2 separate regions of the Mus musculus genome follow, and region 1 is linked to region 2. The links are chromatin contacts, called in public promoter capture Hi-C maps. All regions are on one chromosome and are shown on one strand. The core of a region is the stretch at or near the end of the contact, and the rest is flanking DNA. Distances in the headings are between cores, read along the strand shown. Region 1 holds the start of Gpr143 (G protein-coupled receptor 143). Region 2 holds the start of Tspyl2 (TSPY-like 2).

Region 1 (3,901 bases), core at 135-2,634, 440 kb before region 2:
AGTTAACTATGATTTTGTTTTATTTTGTTTTAGTTTTTTTGTGGACCACGGTGTCTATTTCCAGCTTTGTACTCTGTCCTAGCAGGGCTAACAGGGTCTCAGATCAGGAGCAGCAGATGCTGGGCAGTGCTATATTCCCATAAAACATTATGTAAATTAATGCAGCACCCACAAGCCATCAATCTTCTCTGGGGAGCGGAAAAGATTTTAAAGTGTTGTACCAGATAGCACTTTTTGTACTTGAGGGGCCGGAGATAGAGCTGCTTGGTAGAGCTTTTTACCCAGGGGCCCTGGTAATTTCCACAACAGCTCAAAAGACAGTACTTTCAGATTCAAAACAAAAACAAAGCAAACAACAAACAAACACACAAGAAAGAACATTCGCAGGGCAGTTGTGGTGCACGCCTTTAATCCCAGCACTCGGGAGGCAGAGGCAGGTGGATTTCTGAGTTCATGACCAGCCTGGTCTACAGAGTGACTTCCAGGACAGCCAGGGTTATACAGAGAAACCCTGTCTCTAAAAACAAAACAAAACAAAAAAAAGGGACATGCATACAGATGAAGGTCTGGTGTCTATTTGTCTATTTCTTCTCATAGAGGTAACCAAGGACCTGCAGTTTTGTTTCTGGTTTCCTTTGTTTCTGGATTTTAACTACACCTGCATGTCTGAGGTTTCCCTAATAAGTTCCACTAACAAACCCAACAGGATACTTTTGTTAAAGTTCCATGGACATTAATTTTACCAGTCACTCTGCAGAATTCTCTAGTACTATCCAGTCACCAGGTAAATAGATCCAGCCCTGCTCTGGACCCAAGAGCCAGTCACATATCTCAAAGCTTTTATCTGTTCTCAAACCTAGACTACCCTCTGAGTCCAGGCATCTTGGCCAGAGCAGATCCCAAACAGTGAATTCTGTACCATCCTTAAGCGAGGGCAGATCCCGTGAACCCAGCACATTCCACCCTGCCAGCTGCATATCCTAACCCCAAAGAGCTGGCTGCGCGCCCTTACCCAGGCAGCCAAGCAAGTCACAGGCAGTGGCAGCACGGAGGATGTGGACTGAGGCGGCTGGGGATGTCGCAGGCGCCCTGTGACCAACAGATCGACGCCCTGATAGGAGCTGAAGGAGGCCAAGCACCAGGCGGAGAGTGCCGCTTCCCAGGCACAGGGCATGGAACACCCGCGGTTGGAAGCTTAGCACCAGCTGTGTGGCTGCGTCCCACGTAGGGCAGCAGAAAATTCCCAGGCGCGGGGAGGCCATTCGTCTTGCTCAGGGACCGGTCTCTGGTTTGCGGAACCCACAGCTTTCAGCTTTTCCTGATCAGGTGCTGGGCTGGTGAGGGAGATTGGGCGTCATGTGCCCTGTGCCTCTTCCCGAACCTCAGCCCTTAGGCTGCAAAGGCTCCAGCTGGGCGGTGTGCCCTCCTCAAAGGCCACGAGGTCTCACGAGGCTAATGCTGGATATGCAGAGGGAGAGATGGGGGAGGAGCACCAGAAGTGGGAAAGGGGTAGCAATTTCTCCATCCACCAGGCCTTCCTTGTACCTTACCTCTACAAAACCTGCAACCCCTAACCTCCCATTTTCTCTTAACTGGTCTCTCTGGAGAGCTATGTCCCATTAACCAGACAGTTCCTGTTTCTGTCTGTGACATCTTCATGTGATGCCCGAGATGCAACCTACTGATGTTTATCCACTAAGCCTGGCTCCTCTGAATACATCCAAGAAAGAAATAGTATCTTCCTTTGTGGCCCTTTCTCATGGAAGCCCACAGAGACCTTCCATTTAAATTAATGACATCTTTAATTCCAGCACTTTGGAGACAAAGGCAAGCCTCACATCTATCATGGTCTACACAGTGAGTTCCATGCCAGCTAACACTACACAGTGAGATCTTGTCTCAAATAAGCAAACACCAAATAAAACAACTTACACACACACACACACACACAAACACACACACAGAGACTTGAGGGTTTTACCTTTATGTTTTTGAGACAGGGTCTGACTTTGTATACCAGACTGACCTTGAACCCTGAACCCACATAAATCAATTTGTCTCTACATCCAGAGTAGTGGTATTAAAATGGTGTGCTACCACCCTTGACCAACTGATACACCTATGTGCATGAATGGTGAAACAGGACCAAGATTACCAGAGGGGTGGAAATTTTCCAATTTAAAGCTTCCTGATTAGTCTAGTTTACTTCTAGTTTTACTCTAGCCAGGTTTATTGGTGTACACCTTTAATCCCAGCACTTGGGAGGCAGAGGCAGGCAGATTTCTGTGAGTCTGAAGCCAGCTAGGTCTACAGAGTGAGCTCCTTGACTAATAGGGCCACAAAGAGACCTTATCTCAAAATTAAAAACAAAAAGGTTTACTCCAGGACTCCTTAAATCCCACCATGTACCTGCTAGGTCAGTGCCCGTTTAGAAGTCCCACTTCAGTCAAGCCTGTATTCTCTGACAATGATGAGAAATCTGGCAATTTTCACACTTGAACCATAAACAGAGAGTTTTCAGGTGAAAAGAGTGTATAGAAAATATCCACAGGGTTTCTAACCTCTCCCATTATGTCAGAAAAACTATTCATGTAATGCATACAGTGAAATGATATCAATTCTGCTAAGACAAATAACTGATTTGTTATATTGAGATTGTTTTTTATGTGTATGGGTGTTTTGCCTGAATGTACACCATAGGTGTGCTTCACACCCATTAAGGCCAGATGAGAGTATTTATCCATCAGATGATTATTACAGATGGTTGTGTGTTGCGTCCGCTCTCAACCAGCAAGAACGACACAACCACCAATTCTTCTAACAGCAGTTTATTCAGCAAGCTCCAGTCTTCATCTCTCTTGCTTCATCTTTTTCTCCCCCGAACCCCGGGCCTCTCACTCTTATATACTCTCAGCCCCCATCCACTCATAGCAGGCCATGCCACCTCACCAGGCACACAGCTTCAGCCAATCAGGGCGGCAGGGGCATGTCTCCACCAAATATGGACTTGTTTACACCGCCAGCATCATGGTGCAGCTGCGCAGCTCTCAAGATGGTCGTGGTTTATATTCAGGTGTATGAGGAAGTCAGGTGCAAGTCATAAGACTTGGCTGCAGTCCTGGGCGCCATCTTGGGACTGCTGCCACACCTGCTCCTCACAGTTGTGAGCTAACATGGGTGCTGGAAACTGAATCTGGGTACTGTGGAAGAGCAGCAAGTGCTCTTAACTGCTGAGCCATCTATCTAACCACTACATTAGGATTCTTTTTTATTGGTTATTTTTATTTATTTACGTTTCACATGTTATCCCCCCTTCTCCTCTCTGCAGACCTCCTATTCCCCTCCCCCTCTCCCTGCTTCTATGAGGGTGCTCCCCTACCCACCTACCCACTCCTGTGCCTCACTGCCCTAGCATTCCCTTGTGCTGCTTATACTTCAAAATTGTTCTCAATGTTATTAATAACTTAATTCATAGTTAATTGATACATGTACTGTATAAATGTTCAGTTATAAATTTTAACTGTAATTAAATATTATTATTCAAGTTTAAGTCTCTGTGATATATACAGTATATATAAGTCACCAGTTCCCCTTAGGAGCAAGGTGAAGGTTATAGGATCCATTGAGTAGAGGCAGAATATCTTAGTCCCCCCCCCCTTGTGTAGATGAGGAAGTTTACAGATCCTCTTAGATAGACAGGGAAGATGATAGCTCTCCTTAGGCTGAGCCAGAAGGCCTGAGGTCCCCCGGGTCAAGAAAGGACTTCAGAGCAGACCAGAAGCAGCCTGGATGAACACCAGGCTGGTGAGAAGTCCCCAGGTAAATCTCTTCCTTGGGCTTCTGTTCAGATGCTCATGTCTGGGAATAAAAACCAGGGCCACTCTGTTTCTCATGAGCAGCT
Region 2 (4,114 bases), core at 969-3,468:
GATTCATCATTGGATTTTGTAAATGGAAAAAGTGAAATGAACAATGTTATATTGGATGTTCTCTCTCTCTCTCTCTCTCTCTCTCTCTCTCTCTCTCTGTGTGTGTGTGTGTGTGTGTGTGTGTGTGTGTGTGTGTGTGTCCATGTCTCCTATCTGTGTATGATCACATGAGGAGGTATGATTGAATGAGATAGTGTGTGTCTGTGTGACTTTGTGTGGGTAAGAACCTCTGAGGAAAACTTGCCTGGTACACATATGTGAGCAAATACATATATGTGAAGAAATAGAGTATACACACACACACATACACACAATGGAGAGGAGACAAAACTTAGTATGTGCCTGCAGCAGGAAATAGAGTGCTTAGGAGATGGAACCTGAAATTTTTCATGTATGTATGTGTCAAGAGAGTCAACTCCCATCTCATAAAGTTGTCTTCCTTTGGCCCAGCTTCTGAGCACCAGGTAAGGAGAGAATACTTTAGAACCCCATCTCTTCCCAATGTCTGGAGATTCAATCCTCACCCCAAATTTCAAACAAGGTATTTCTTATATTAGACCACCATGGAAATAGGAACTGGGAATAGGGGAGGGATCAAACATGAAGGCAATGGGGTTAAGAAATGGCCCCCTGCAATGTAATGGCTTTTAGAGGAACTGCTCAGCCTAAACTGCAAGTCCTTCTTACGGTTCCACTGTATACAGCTGGGACTTGGTTTAGCTTTGACTAAATTCAGAAGGAAAGATAACATAACGAAAAAGCCCAAGTCTGGGGATCTACCCAGCTGGCCTACTCCCTAAGCACTCAATTAATTTACTATTTATTTACTTATTTCTTCAGGTGCACAGAATTGAGCTGACCCTATTACTCAGTTCTTGGCACACTCTATCATTGGTCCATGCAAGGTCCTTTTATTATTTTGCTTTGTCCCCTTCATCACCCATTCCTGATCCCATCCTTCCAACCCCACATAGGCACCGCTCTTCAGTACTTAATGTGTGTCCTTCCAAACCACCGTTCATGTGTTTATTTACTTATGTGTATCTGTGGAAAATATATGGTATTGATGTGTTTTAATTTACATAAACAGTATTGTACTATAAATCTTGCTCTGTTTCTTTTTTCACTTAACATTCTGTTTTTGCGAAATCCAGCCATGTTGCTATACATAGATCAAATTTATTCTAGTAGTCCATCTAAAACACATATCACATCCATTTTCCTGTTGATGGATTCTGAGGTTCCTTCCTCTGCTACCACAGCAAGGCTGCAATGGGCAATTATCTCCTCTCCTTAGGAATGTCTAATGTAGAAGAAACAAGCTCAGAGAGGGGCAGTGATTTGGCTAAAGTCACAGTGGAAGTCACCTGCTATGTGGATTCTAGAACCAGAGCCAAAACTCCACCATCGTGCCTCATCAAAGACCAGCCATTTCTGATCACAAACAAAATAAAATATAATATTAGGGTACAATTAATAGCCGCATTCATTTAGGAAAAGCTGGGGTAGAAATTATGTGTAGACAAAGAGAATTTTAAAGTTCTAGAAAAATCTAGCACATTAGTTGAATCACCTTTTTTTTTTTTTAATGACGCAGAGGAAGTTACTCTTTGCATCTGTGGAGCCATTTTGCAGAAATAGAAAAAGCCATGTCAAAACCTGACCACCAAAGCAAAAAGACCTCAGATATTTAAACTACTAGCAGTTCAAAGCAGCCTGCGACTGAGGGGCTACAGCGCTCACCCCACAGGCATAAACTGGTGGGGGAAGGGACAGATTTTAAAAGTGCGTAGTTGTTGGGGGAGTGGGGCGGGGAGAATGATAGCGAGGCTCTCTGATTTCATTTGAGCACATCTCGTTCCCTGGTGCTTGCGCACTCCCAGCCACCCTCCCCGGGCCTAGTCTTGTGGTCTTCAGAATCACTGGTACTTTTCCCATTGGCTAAAACATTGCAAGACTGAGGGTGAGGGGGCTCCTACCCTAGCTTTCCTCATAGCCAATCGCCCCGCAGTTTTCCTCTCATCACTGAGGGGCAGTCAGCCTGATGATTGGTGGGCGCGAAGGGAGCCAATTAGAAAATGATGATGTGTAGTGTTGGCAAGCGGATTGCGTGAGAGAAGGCAGGGGCTGAGGGAACGCTACCGCCAGCTCCGAGGCCTGCAGCCAATGGCGGGCAGAGCAGACGCCATGCCAGGGAGTGGGCGGGGCCTGGGCGATAGGCGCTGTGGGAGTGGGGCAGGCGCTGTGGGAGGGGACGTCAGAGCGAGGTGGTGAGCAGAGCTGGTCGCGTGAGGTGTGGCGGCTCCGCTTCAAGTGTGACTGGTGGCTACGGCCTTGTCTGAGAGCCGCAGAGCCAGTGTTGTGAGTGCGGTCACCATGGACCGCCCGGACGAGGGGCCTCCGGCCAAGACCCCCCGCCTGAGCAGCTCGGAACCCCGTCAGCGCGACCTGCCGCCCCCGCCACCCCCACCGCTCCAGCGACTGCCCCTGCCTCCACCCCAGCAGCGTCCGAGACCCCAGGAAGAAACCGAGGCTGCACAGGTGCTGGCTGACATGAGGGGGGTGGGCCCCACGCTGCCCCCACCACTGCCCTATGTCATTCTTGAGGAAGGGGGGATCCGCGCGTATTTCACCCTGAGTGCTGAGAGTCCCGGATGGGATCACGCAATGGAGTCAGGGTTCGGGGAGGCCCCTTCCACAGGGATCATGGAAACGCTCCCATCTTCAGAAATCTCTGGGGGAAGCCTGGCAATTGACTTTCAGGTTGCAGAGCCCAGCAGCCTCGGAGAGAAGGCCCTAGAAACCTGTAGCTTAGGAGGGTGGGGGCCCCAGATGTTAGTTGGTCCGAAGAGGAAGGAGGAGGCTATCATAATAGTGGAAGATGAGGATGAGGATGACAAGGAGAGTGTGAGGAGGCGGCAGCGTCGGAGGAGGAGGAGAAGGAAGCAGAGGAAGGCGAAGGAGAGCCGAGAGAGGAGTGCCCAGAGGATGGAGAGCATACTGCAGGCCCTGGAGAGCATTCAAATGGACCTGGAGGCGGTGAACATCAAGGCAGGCAAGGCCTTCTTGCGTCTCAAGCGCAAATTCATCCAGATGCGAAGGCCCTTTTTGGAGCGCAGAGACCTCATCATCCAGCATATCCCAGGCTTCTGGGTCAAAGCAGTATCCTTCTCATCAGTATGCATGGGCCAGAAGCCCATGACTGAAGGGGAGATGTGTGGAAGAGAGAGAAGAGGTGTGGGGGAGGGTCAGAGATGAGGATGATGAATCCCCATTAGAAGATTCTAGAAGGCGTGGAAGAGGGATGGCAAGAGGGCAAAATCGCATCTAAAACTAGACTGCAGAAGGGAAAAAGAGTAGCATTGCAACATTTAAAAAGAAAATGGATCCCAGACAATAAAAGAGGGAGGGGTAACGGAAAAGGCACACAGCCCATAAACGGAGCAACAGATAGAGAAAGGAGGAGAGGAGGGGGGAGTACAGGTGATGAACTGACTAAGGAGGGAGGGCGCATAAGCTCTTCGGGAAGCGTGCTCAAACCACACAAGGCTCCATAAACCTGGGTCTCTGCTTAGATACCTAGAAATCCCAAATCTGTCTACCATCCTCTCCATTAGAGGGGAGAGAGTAGAAATGGGATGGAACCCTGAAGAATCAGGAGAAAGACCACTTGGTTGTGAGGCTCAAGTGGTTAAATGAAGGGAAAGGTACAACAGGAAGAATCCAATCCACTATTGGTGACTGTTGAGCTCATTCCCAGGGAAACACGTATGCAACATTTGAAATGCACACATTTTAGTAGAATTTATATAGATATAAACACTTGGCCCATGATTAAAAAGTGTCACATGATCATAGGCTCTCGGGAGTCAGGCACAGGGTATCAAGTAGATACAGATACATAACTTCCATATCTAGACATGAGGCAACTGGGCCTAAGCACACAGACTTCTAGAGGCATTCATCCATTATGTGGACACTGAGCATCAACACCTATACATGTAACATTTAAATGCAGGTCCTCGGTAACCAAATGTATCTGTACTTAGACTTGGGCTTTTAGCTCCCAGACATACAGTATTCTGTGAACATAAGCACAAGAATCACATGGACA

The links. Promoter capture Hi-C pulls out the DNA fragments that hold promoters and counts their contacts.
Region 1: a promoter capture Hi-C map of embryonic stem cells shows a contact between it and region 2, with 2.5 times the contacts expected there. The contact joins the promoter of Gpr143 here to the promoter of Tspyl2 in region 2. A contact is called at or near these places in 3 of 39 promoter capture datasets (embryonic stem cells, hippocampal neurons and liver) and 1 of 115 datasets of contacts at active chromatin or transcription factors (stem cell-derived neural progenitor cells).

The regions. Positions count from the first base shown.
Region 1 is chrX:152,779,404-152,783,304 of GRCm38.p6, reverse strand. Gpr143 (G protein-coupled receptor 143) reads right to left here and starts at 1,384. Exons shown (of 9, transcript NM_010951.3): 1 at 1,013-1,384. The coding sequence starts at 1,262.
Region 2 is chrX:152,340,588-152,344,701 of GRCm38.p6, reverse strand. It overlaps Tspyl2 (TSPY-like 2), which reads left to right and starts at 2,218. Exons shown (of 7, transcript NM_029836.4): 1 at 2,218-3,162. The coding sequence starts at 2,377. It overlaps Gpr173 (G-protein coupled receptor 173), which reads left to right. Exons shown (of 4, transcript NM_001359449.1): 4 at 1-1,104.